4 separate regions of the Sus scrofa genome follow, and all the other regions are linked to region 2. Evidence: chromatin contacts called from public Hi-C and promoter capture Hi-C data. All regions are on one chromosome and are shown on one strand. The core of a region is the stretch at or near the end of the contact, and the rest is flanking DNA. Distances in the headings are between cores, read along the strand shown.

The links. Promoter capture Hi-C pulls out the DNA fragments that hold promoters and counts their contacts. Hi-C and Micro-C count contacts between places; a contact is called where the count stands out from the background.
Region 1: a Hi-C map of mesenteric adipose tissue shows a contact between it and region 2, with 1.9 times the contacts expected there. A contact is called at or near these places in 4 of 47 Hi-C or Micro-C datasets (embryonic fibroblasts, mesenteric adipose tissue, retroperitoneal adipose tissue and 1 more) and 1 of 2 datasets of targeted methods (skeletal muscle).
Region 3: a contact with region 2 is called in a promoter capture Hi-C map of liver, with 10 times the contacts expected there. A contact is called at or near these places in 3 of 5 promoter capture datasets (fetal liver and liver), 5 of 47 Hi-C or Micro-C datasets (fetal liver, liver and skeletal muscle) and 2 of 2 datasets of targeted methods (alveolar macrophages and skeletal muscle).
Region 4: a contact with region 2 is called in a promoter capture Hi-C map of fetal liver, with 4 times the contacts expected there. A contact is called at or near these places in 3 of 5 promoter capture datasets (fetal liver and liver), 19 of 47 Hi-C or Micro-C datasets (alveolar macrophages, blood, embryonic fibroblasts and 9 more) and 2 of 2 datasets of targeted methods (alveolar macrophages and skeletal muscle).

What each region holds. Positions count from the first base shown.
Region 1 is chr4:12,315,838-12,318,537 of Sscrofa11.1, reverse strand. The region is part of intron 1 of LOC106509952 (a long non-coding RNA gene); the gene reads left to right. Among named protein-coding and RNA genes, the nearest start is that of MYC, 140 kb to the left of the region's middle.
Region 2 is chr4:12,458,925-12,461,624 of Sscrofa11.1, reverse strand. MYC (MYC proto-oncogene, bHLH transcription factor) reads left to right here and starts at 1,265. Exons shown (of 4, transcript NM_001005154.1): 1 at 1,265-1,885. The coding sequence starts at 1,856.
Region 3 is chr4:12,216,768-12,219,467 of Sscrofa11.1, reverse strand. The region is part of intron 4 of LOC106509952 (a long non-coding RNA gene); the gene reads left to right. Among named protein-coding and RNA genes, the nearest start is that of MYC, 240 kb to the left of the region's middle.
Region 4 is chr4:12,264,144-12,266,843 of Sscrofa11.1, reverse strand. All of the region lies in intron 3 of LOC106509952 (a long non-coding RNA gene), which reads left to right. Among named protein-coding and RNA genes, the nearest start is that of MYC, 190 kb to the left of the region's middle.

The sequences.
Region 1 (2,700 bases), core at 173-2,672, 140 kb after region 2:
AGATCCAATTCACATACCCTGCAAGTCATCCACTTAAAGTTCAGTGGCTCCAGTATATTCATGGGGTTGTGTAACCATCACCACCATCCATTGTATTTTTAAAATTTTAATTAATTTTTATTTTTATAGCCACACCTAAGCTGTGACATACAGAAGTTCCTGGGCCAGGGTCAAATCAGAGCTGCACCTGCAACCTACACTGCAGCTTGTGGCAACACTGGATCCCTAACCCACAGGGGATTGAACCTGCACCCTCACAGAGACATCGGGCCCTTAACTCGCTGGTAATACCTGCAGTCCATCTTAGAACATTTTTATTGAGATCCCTGGTGGCCTAGTGGTTAAGGACTAGGCGTTGTCACTGAAATGGCTCAGGTTTGATCCTAGGCCTGGGAATTTCTGCATGCTGTGGGTGCGGCCAAAAAACCCCACGATAAACCAAACTGGAACAGAAAAGATCATTTTTGTCACCCCTAAAAGGAACTTGTATCCATTAGCAGTCACCCCAATTCCTCCAACCCTGGAAACCACCAACCTACTTTCTGTCTCTATGGATTTATCTGTTTGGGGCATTTCATAATTTGGTCTCATAGTACATGTGGTGTTTTGTAAACTAGCTCATTTCATTTAGCATAATGTTTCCAGGATTCATCCTTGGAAATTGTACCATGTGTCAATACTTAATTCCTTTTCATGGCTGAATAATATTCCGTCCTATGGCTAGACCACTTTTTTTTTTTCTCCTTTTCCTTATTATGGCCACACCTGCGCCATATGGAAGTTCCCAGGCTAGGGGTCAAATCAGAACTGCAGCTGAGGCCCACGCCACAGTCACGGCAAAGGCAACACTGGATCCTCACAGCCGCATCTGTGACCTCTGCCACAGCTCGTGGCAACACCAGATCCTTAACCCACTGAGCGAGGCCAGGGATTGAACCCGCATCCTCAGGGAGATAGTTTTGGGTCCTTAACCTGCTGAGCCATGATGGGAACTGCCACATTTTGCCATGCCTCTGTCATTGGATGTGTGGACACAACAAAACTCCTTATTTGAAAAATCAAGACGCCGATGGGGTTGGTTCAGAATCATGAGGCAGAGGCAAAACTCACAAATGAGGCTCTCCGCCATGCCTCAAGAGGCCTGGGAGGTCAACTCTAAGCTCGAGGTGGAGGCTAGAATGTGTAGAGCTGACAAGCCTCTCAGCTTTTATGTAGCACTAACTCTATGCCAGGCGTACGATAGGAAACCCATCTGGAGTTGGTGGGAAATATCTGATTGTATAATCATCTTGGACAGAACCCCAAACTAATCCTAGGCCATCCAGCTAGACTTTTGTGGGAGGAAGAATGGGAGGGGAGGCTTGCGTTCTGGGCCCGTTTCATTTGATTTCACAGGCTGAGCCTCTCAAGGAGGGAGGGGCAGAGAAGAGAAGCACCCTCCTTGTCTCTGGCCCTCCAGACTCCAGTCTCTGTCCGGCTCTCGTCCCGGGCTGCGCGGGCCCTCGGCGTCAGTACTCACTTGAGAGGCTGATTCAGCCCAGGCCTGCTGTCTGGCTTCGGCAGCTCGACTCTGCAGGAAATGCTAAAAAATCCAGGCCTGCTAGCATTCCTGGTCATCTCCCAATCATTTAATTATGACTAATTGTAGGGGATGCTGTTGGTGTCCTGCCCGGGCCCCCTTTACTGGACCGGCACACTCACCCGCCCCCAGCTGTTCAAGTTCATGGTCTGGTGTCTGGTGGCCCCTTCTCGGGAGAGTTGCTGCCTCATCCAGGAAGTTGCTCACCCCGCCACCCCCCAGCTGCTGCTGACTCAGGGGTACAAGAGGCCAGCCCCCTTGCGCTATAGTGGAGTAAACTCCGTGGTCCCATTTATGTCCCAGAGCTGCCCCTGGGAGCAGATGGGGGCTGGTGTCCAGTCCTTGCTGAGCCCCTGCCTGCCTGTCCCTTGTTCCCCTTCTCCCGAGTACACGCCCCCCTGGACTCGCCCCCAGGAATCCCCATCTCAGGGTGTGTTTCTGGGGAGTGCAGCCTAAGACACGGTCTCATGACACAGTCCCTTCCAGGGTCCCCTCTGAGGACTGTCTCGGAGATCCTCTGCCTGAGCCTTCTGGCCGTGGCCCCCAGAGTGTTTGGTTTTGTTGGTTTGCGTTTCAAAGTCTTTTCAGGCTAATCGGACCCTTGGAAAAGTCTGCATTGAATCACAGGCCTGGCGTGGTTCCCCGCCTTCCTCCCCTCCCTCTCTGTTTCCTTTCCCTCCTTTCATTCCCCACGAGCATCCTTTCCTGTGTTCACAATGACCTCAGCAGAAAGCAAGAAGAAAAAGCCACTGGACAGGGCACACGGGCAGCTCCCTAGCTTTGGTACCTGATGGCCCAGGGTCTGCCAGCCGTCAGCCGTGACCAGGTAATCAGTGGTGACATCTCCAGGCCTTGGCTGGGTAATCTGTCTCTTGGCATTGTCTTGAGGATCAGGCTAACTGGGACGGGTGACATGATGCAGGGACTGGCAGAGAGTCCGAGTTCAGCACGCGGGGGCTGGGAAAACGTCCCAAAGGGCTTCCGGACTCCCTAGCCCACTCTGGGCCTCGAGCCTTGGCAGCCGGTTAGTATCCGTCCATCCAGGTCCTTTTCAGGTCTTGTTGCTTTTGTTCATGTCATGCTTTCCTCCGGGGCTCCTCTTCCTTTTCTTTCTGAGCCCC
Region 2 (2,700 bases), core at 16-2,515:
ACCCAGAAAGGAAAGTCAACGTCCAGTTTGTCCGAGGAGGAAAGAGTTAACGGTTTTCGTCGCCAGGGACTATGCTGACTCCCCAGGCAGGATCCGCCAGCTCGTCTCCTTCCCTCTTCTGGGGAGTCTGGTCCTGCGACTCGCGTCCCCCTCCCCAGTATTCTCGCGTCTAGCGCCTTCGATTTCCCCCAACCTGGGAGCCCCAGCGTAGTGCAAACCGACGCCACGGGGCGCAAAAAGGATTCGTCTCTACTGAAACCTGGGTGCAGAACTGGGACCTCCGAGCGAGAGGTGCGGGGGTGTGGGATGAGGGTGCAGAAGGGCAGAGAGTGGGTGGGGAGCAGAGAGTGGGTAGGGAGCGGAGAGTCCCCCGCAGCGCGCACCCGCAAGCGCGCTCCTCCTTTACTCCAGCTCCGGAACCGGCAGAAAGATCTCAGGGCTTAGCGCGTCCAGGGGGGCAAGCGGGCTCCCGCGGAGGTCTGTGTCGGTCTGCGCCAGCGGAGCCCGGAGGTGAGGGGTCGACCGAGGCTTTGGCAGCGATTTAGGGGTTTCATTCTAGATGGAAGGTGCTCAGTCGAGGTAGCTGTACACACAGAATGCCTAACACCCCCAACAAATGCAGTGGGTGTTTATTCAGAACTCGCTCTCCAAGTATACGTGGCAATGCGTTGCTGAGTTTTTTAAAATAATTCCAGGTACCATTTTCCTCCCTACACCTCTGATCATTTTTCCCCATCTACACTTACCCCACACCACACACACACAACGCGCACCCGCAAATACCCCCTTCTTTCCTCCTCTCTTCGTAGGGCTTATTTTCCAAACGCTGCCCTTTCCCCAGTCTTAGGGAGGCGCCCCCTCGGCCCGGGACGTGCGTGGCTTGGCGGTGGGTACACCGTGTATTCTCAGTGTGGAGGGTCAGCTGTTCCGCCCGCGATGATTTAAGCACAAGGGACCAGTATGCGGTTTGTCACCCAGAGCGCTGCGCCAGAGGAGCAAGCAGCAGAGAAAGAGGGTTTGAGCGGGAGCAAAAGAAAATGGTAGGCGCGCGCAGTTAATTCATGCGGCACTCTTACTCTGTTTACATCCGAAAGCTCTGCGCACTGGAGTGCCAGGCTCAAAGGGCTGAGTCTCCTCCCTCCCAACCACCCAACCCCTCCCTCCCTCCCCGGGCTGAAGCGCCCCTCCCGGGTTCCCAAAGCCGAGGGCGGGGGGAAAAAGAAAAAAAAGATCCGCTCTCGCGAATCCCCGCCCACCGGCCCTTTATAGGCGAGGGTCTGCGCGGCTGAGGACCCTCCGGCTGCGCATCTCTCGGCTGCCGCCGCCTTTGCCGCACCCCGGCCACCGCTAGGCTCCCCACTGCCTCTGGAAGGGCAGGGCTATACAGAGGCTTGGCGGGAAAAAGAGCACGGAGGGGAGGGGTGTTCCTAGCAGTATAAAAGCCGGTTTTCTGGGCTTTCTCTGACTCGCTGTAGTAATTCCAGCGAGAGGCAGAGGGAGCGAGCGGGCGGGCCCTCCAGGGTGGAAGAGCAGAGCCGGCCGAGCAAGCTGAGTCGCGCTCTGGGCGCCCGGGGGAAGGGAGATCCGGAGTGAAAGAGGGTCTTCGCCTCCGTCCCGGCCGCCCCCACCCCACCCTGCCCGCCGACCCCTGCCAGCGGTCCGCCACCCGCGCCGCATCCACGAAACTTTGCCCACTGCAGCGGGCGGGTACTTTCCACTGGAACTTACAACACCCGAGCGACAACGCGACTCTCCGGACGCGGAGAGGCTATTCTGCCTATTTGGGGAGACACTTTTCCCTGTCGCTGCCCACGACTCGCTCCTCTGAAAGGCGCTCCTCGCCGCTTTTTGGACGCTGGATTTCCTTCGGATAGTGGAAAACCCGGTGAGCACCCAGACCTATTTGTCTTTTAATTTCTTCTTGCTACCGCTTTCAATCCGCGATGAGTCGAATGCCCGAATTGGGGTGTCTTTTCTCCCATTCCTGCTCTATTGACACTTTTCTCAGAGTAGTTGTGGTTGGTCGGGGTAGGGTGGGGACGAACCAGAGCTGGGTCGGGGTGCAATGACTTGTCAAGAAGGAAGAGAGGAAGGCAGAGGGAGAACGGGGTGCTTTTTTTTGAAAGTAGCCTTTAGAGGGGTTGGTTGTTTTTGTGTATTTTTGTTTTAATGTAGATGAACGCTGACCTCGGCCGGCTGGGCATTCTTGCTTTATTGCATTTGATTGCTTTTTTGCCTTTTGGAGGGAGAAGGGGGGTATGCTTCGCAGTGGGCAGAAAACCCTTTACGTCCTGAGCTCCTAGGAGTAAGAATTACATATTGCGTGTGGAGCGAGAGCTCCGCAGCCTCTGACTTTTTGCCGTCTCCGAAAGGGCATTTAAATTTCGGCTTACCGCATTTGTGACAGCGGAGACTGCGGCGAGTCCCGCCCGCCGATCCCCGCGGCGCTTCAATTCGCCCCCCGGCTCCTCTTAGAAGTTGGCGTTTGGCTTTTTAAAAGAATAATGAAATTAAAGCTCTTGGTCCTCGGAGATGTTAAGACTTGGTGTTGGGGAAGCGCGGGGACGGGGGAGAGGGAGGCTGGCGCAAAGATGTGTCCGATTCTCCTGGAATTATTGACTCGGGGGAAAACGAGGACAAATCTCCGCACCCCGCCTTGGCTCCTCGGCCGCCTCTGGTGTCCCCGCTCGGGTGTCCCTG
Region 3 (2,700 bases), core at 43-2,542, 240 kb after region 2:
ACCAAAAAAAAAAAAAAAAAAAACAAAAACAACATTTACAGCAGTAGACTCTGAGGGGAGCAGATTTTCCCTTCCATGAGGTGGGTGGGCCTCATCCAATCAGTTGAAGGCCTCAAGGGAGAAGTACCGAAGGCCCCAAGGAAGTGGGGATTCTGCCTCCAGATGGCCTTCAAACTTGAGGTACAGCATCACCTCTTCCCCTGACCCACCCTGCGGACTTTGGACTTGTCAGCCTCCACAACTGTAGGAGCCCATTCTTTAAGGTACCTGTCTATCATTCATCTAGCTAGCTAGCTACATAACCATCTGTCTCTTCTGTCATCTATCCATCTATCTCTCTATTATCTATCTGCCTGTCATCTATATATCTATCTATTATCTATCATCTATCCAGCTATCCCTCTATTATCTATCTCTCATCTATCTCTCTGTTATCTGTCTATCACCTATCTCTCTATTATCTATCATCTATCATCTATCATCTGTCATCTATGTATCCATTATCTATCATCTATCCATCTACCTCTCTATTATCTGTCTATCACCTATATCTGTCTGTCATCTGAGCATCTAAAGAGCAAGTGTGGACAGTGAGGAGTGGTCCACGGGGCTTTCCGGCCCAAGTCCAGGGAATCAGAAACCCTATGTGTGTTTCATATTTACAGAGCACTTCCTATGTGCCAGGCATCTCTGTCACTGGAAGCTGCCTCGTCTGAAAACCAGAGCCATCCCTCTCTTTATTTGTTCTGGCAGGTTGGGAAATGTTCCCATTAGGGCCACCTATTTATTTGACTGACGTTTTGTAATTCCCGTGTCTCAGCTCGTCCAGAGTTCCGGGCTGCAGAAAGGGCACAGCCGCTCCTTCTCCAGTGGCAGAAACAGATTATTCCAGCATCTTCCTTCCAGGCCATCTTCAGTTCCCCTCACCTCCAGCCTCTTGAAGCTATCTAGAATCTCTTGATACCCAGTAATCCCGTTTATTAAAGCCTGGGGTGCTTCCTTTCTGGCGAGTGTTGGCAGCCCTAAGACATATAGGGTCATTTGAACTTGATCACTTGAAAAACCTGTGGGGCGAACAATGCAAAGTGCAGGACGTGGCGATGAATTTCCCTCACCCTCTTTGTTCCCTGTTTTGCGTGTGTGGCAGAAGGTTTAACCCATATTTTCCAAGAACTGTGTAGGTGGGTTGCTGGGGACAATTGATTTTTAGGGAAGTATTATTCCTCTGGATGTGGAAACCATGAAGCAACGAATAACATTGAGCAAGAGGTGTCCTGATGACCAGGCCTGAGCTAATTATGGTGCTGTGTGTTTGCGCCCCTGGGTCATCAGAGGCGTCCCTTCGGCCTGAGTTGGCTTTTGCTCTGGACTCAGGGTAACCCCAGGATCCTTGTTCTAGCCAGCTGTCAAGTGGATCATCTACTTTTGAAGGCTGTGATGGGTTCTGAATGTGAAGAAGTATATCGTGACAGGTGCAAGGGACACAGACCTGTGGCTGAGGAATACTGAGTTCTGGTTCCCATCCTGCCCCTGCCTTGCAGTGTGACCTCAGGCAAGTTTCCTGACCTCTCTGAACAGTGCTGTCTTCACTGGGTTGAGTTTGGGCTTGGTCATCTCTGAGACTCCAGCCAGTTGGGGTTACATAGCCCGAATAAAGGGCCACCCTGCCTTCAGCAATTCACTGGCTGTTGTGCGGGACCAGTGCTGCCAAAGAAATTTTTGGACATTGCAGTGAAATTTCTAGAAATGTAGATGTAGGCAGTGAGTTCAGAGATATTTTAAACATCCTGCAGGTGACACCTGTAGCCAGGAAGAGACCATAGGTCTTCTCAGCTTTGCAGCTCCACACGGATGCACTGCTCTTCATGCTTATCACCGGCTGGGGGCCAGGAGCTGAGGGATGTCCCTTGGATTCTTTTTGTCTTAAAATCACTACAAGTATTTTCAAGGAACCGGGGGTGCAAAGCCACGCTGGAAGCTGGGTCACAAGATCGTGGTTGCCTGGAGACCTTGATGGAAGGCCTTCCTTTCCTCGTGGGTGGAAATATCCTCTGAGACAGCAGATGCAGTCAGCTGATCTCCTTGGGATTTAGCCCCAGATCCTACCACCAGCCTTGTCCCTGGCTCCATGGGTGCTGCGGCATTCAGAGCTGGAGGAAATCAAATCAGTGTATGCATTTTTCACTCAACAATACATCTTATAGGTTTTCTGTATGAGTGTACGCCACCTCGCTTTTTTTGTTTTTTTGTTTTGGCTGCACCACAGCTGTAACCAGAGCCACAGCAGTGGCAGTACCAGACCCTTAACCCACTGAGCCATGAGGGAGTTCCAACCTCACCCTTTTTAACTGCTGTGTAGTATTCCCTAGTTTCCCCAGCAAGTCTGTATTAATAGACATTTTGCTTTTATCCATTTCCCCCTTTTATTTCTGCCTCCCCTGATGTCATGACAGAGATTTTTTTTTTTTTTTTGCTCACCTCCACAGTACAGCCCCTTCCTTCCTTCATTCCCTCTCTCTCTTTTCCTTTACTCCTTCCCTTGCATCCGTCCATCCTGGAGCCACTCATCAAACACGCTGTCCCTACAGATGCTCAGCATAAGGGGCAGAATCCTGAGGCCCTGCCGCTAGGAGTTCCCGCCCACTGGGGAAGCAGAGACTAAGCAGATTATGGAGATTCCCGGAAACAGCTTCTTCAACA
Region 4 (2,700 bases), core at 109-2,608, 190 kb after region 2:
CCTGATGCCCCAGGGTTGGGCCTGTTGAAAGAACACGGGACTGAATCATTGAAAAGGCGGGTGTAGAGAGGAAAAGCCAGAGTGGGAAGCAAAGGGAGAAAGTTTTTAAAGATGTGGCGCCAAGAGGGAGGCCGGGTGTGGTTTTTTTTCCCTTCGATGAGATGTTGAAAAGAATAAGCGATGTGCCGAGAAAAGGAAAAATGAGCCCTGCTGCACCCGGGAAACCTCTGCAAGGGTGGGAAGTTGGGTGAGAAAGTGTGGACGGCGAGAAGTCAGGTGGAGAAAGCAGCCCAGGACGGTGCTCACGCGTGCGTGTCCTCTTTGCTCGCGCCTTATACCTTTTCAAAAGGCGGTTGCGTTTCCATCCCCCCGACCCCCTCCGGGGCGTTCAGGAGCCGAGTGGCCACGGAGATGGAGAGCATGGGGCTTTGCCCTCTGGTCAGGGTGGGCCCCTGACAGACAGAGGGTCCTCCAGGCTCACCAGGTGTGTGGGAGGCCTGGGGATGGGCCCTTGTCCATTCCGGGAGGCTTCCTGGAGGGGGTACTGTCTCTTGAGACTCTCGGAAGATGCATGTGAATAAGACATTAGCAGAAGCCTTTCTCTACTCAGCCGCCTGGGTGCTCACCTTCCCGCTGGCTTGGATTTTGTGATCTACTTGCTTATTCTCTAGCTAGTGTCACATTCTAGTGTCAGCAGGCAGCGGCCGTGAGTACAGCTCGCAGGCCCGCCTTTTTTTTTTTTTGCCCCTGGAGCCCTCAACCAGTCCTTCAGTTGGGTTTCAGAAGCCCACGCTCCTGGTCCAGGCCATCAGCTTGGGAAGCGGAAGTGTATACGGATGCAAAGCTGCCTCTTCTGGAATCCCTGCTCCCTGGAGCACCTGCAGGGCTTGAGCTCCTGTGCCGGAGGGTTGGGGGGGTGGGGGGTGGGTGTGGGGTGGAAGAGCCAGTGGGAGGCCAGGCGCTGGGGTAGAGGATCTGAAAGCTGGGAGAACGGTTCTTTTGACAGAGGAAAGGCTTGGCAGGTCTGTCTGGGGGTAATGAGAAAGGAATTTCCCCAGAACTCAGCTGCTGGAGGTGGACAGAGCGGGAGTAGATGTTAGGACCTCAAGGCTGACAGTCCTGGACACATCCCTGGGCTGGGCTGGTCTGTCCCGGGGTGGGGTTTAAGAAAAGCCCAAGCACTTGGCTCATGTGTGGCTTCTACTTGTTCTAAAGGCACTGCCCTCCCACCCGGAGCCTGTGTGCCTGCCCCCCTGGCTGAAGTCAGCTCACCCGGGCTGCGCGCCAGCAGGAGGGATCTGCAGCCTTCCCATCCGTGGGCTTGTTTGCCCCGTTCCTGCCGTGGAACAGACGAGTACCAGTATCTGGGCTTCTAGCCCAGTGTACTATCTAGGAGATTCTAGCCTACTTCCCTCTCCTCTCTCCGACCCTGGGCCAGTCCTTTCTAGCTCCCCATGCTTCTTTTCTCAGCTGCACAACCCAGCCGGGGGCAGGGCGGTGGGGGGGGGGAGCATGGTCAGTGAAAAAGAGCCCTTGTGGTTTGCCTCTCTCCCACCTCCTTACCTGCCTGGCTCCGGCCCACCGAGTTACTCTCCCTCCTCCCGGCCCCGGCCTCCTTCCTGCACCTGCACACAGGGTGCCTTTTTCCTGGCTTTTAGGGCCTCCTCGTCTGGCTCCGCCTCCCCCGGGAACATCTCTTGGCTCCTGCCTGATCGTCCCAAACCAGCCCTCTCTGGCCTGCAGTGAGAGGGTATCCGAAGGCACCCATCTGCGTGTCCTTGGACGCGCGCCAGCTCTGGTCATTAGCCACGGGGTGTGTGTGTGTCAAGGTCGCTTCCTTTATTCCGTGGCCAGAGTATTGAAAGATCTCCTGGCCCACTCGGAACTCTACCCTTGAAACAGAAACGGATTTTCAAAACACCTCTGCAACTGGCCCATTTTACTATTACTGTTTCTTGTGGTTTCATATTGAGGTTTTTGGCTCATTGCATTTGACCTGGGGTTTATTTTTAGTAGCGAAGACAGAGTTCAATTAATGTCAGAGACATGAGGGCAAATGCAGAGGAGGGATTCGTAAGTCTAGGGGAAAATGTGCCTAATTTTGTTTCTTCTGATAATATCTGTCACGCTGGCAGACACGCAGCTTCCTCGGCGGTGCCTTCGATGGGCTTTGCAGAGGCAGGGAATCTGCCCACCCCCCCAAATGGAACCGTCTCTGGGTCTCCTGCGGTCCAGTTTATCCAGCAGCTGGCCACACAGCTGGCCGTTATCGTTATGGCTGATAATTGTTATAATTAATATTAGAGTAAAGGCCACTCTTTGGAACCTTCATTTCTTATCATCTCCCCAGTGGGTTCGGTTTCCTTCTGTCTCCAGGAGCAGCACCCGACTGGCTTGACTATCCGCTCTCCTCCCTGCACCGTGAGTGCTTTGAGAACAGGCTCTGGGTCTGGCTCTCTCTTTAGTCCCAGCCTTTGGCACCGTGACAGGAGCACAGGCTATGCTCGGGGAATGTTTTCCTGGATCGCCTGCATTTTTTTGGATACCGGGTGTGGGTGAGAAAGTCAGACTTCATGCAGCCACTGCTCTTTCTGCAAGGGCTCCCCGGTCTGTTCTGGGGTTGGGGGAAACCAAGCCCTATTTGCTTAGGACTTAGCAGTTGATCAAGTTCCTTCTTGTTCTTCCGTCTTTCTTTTCTTC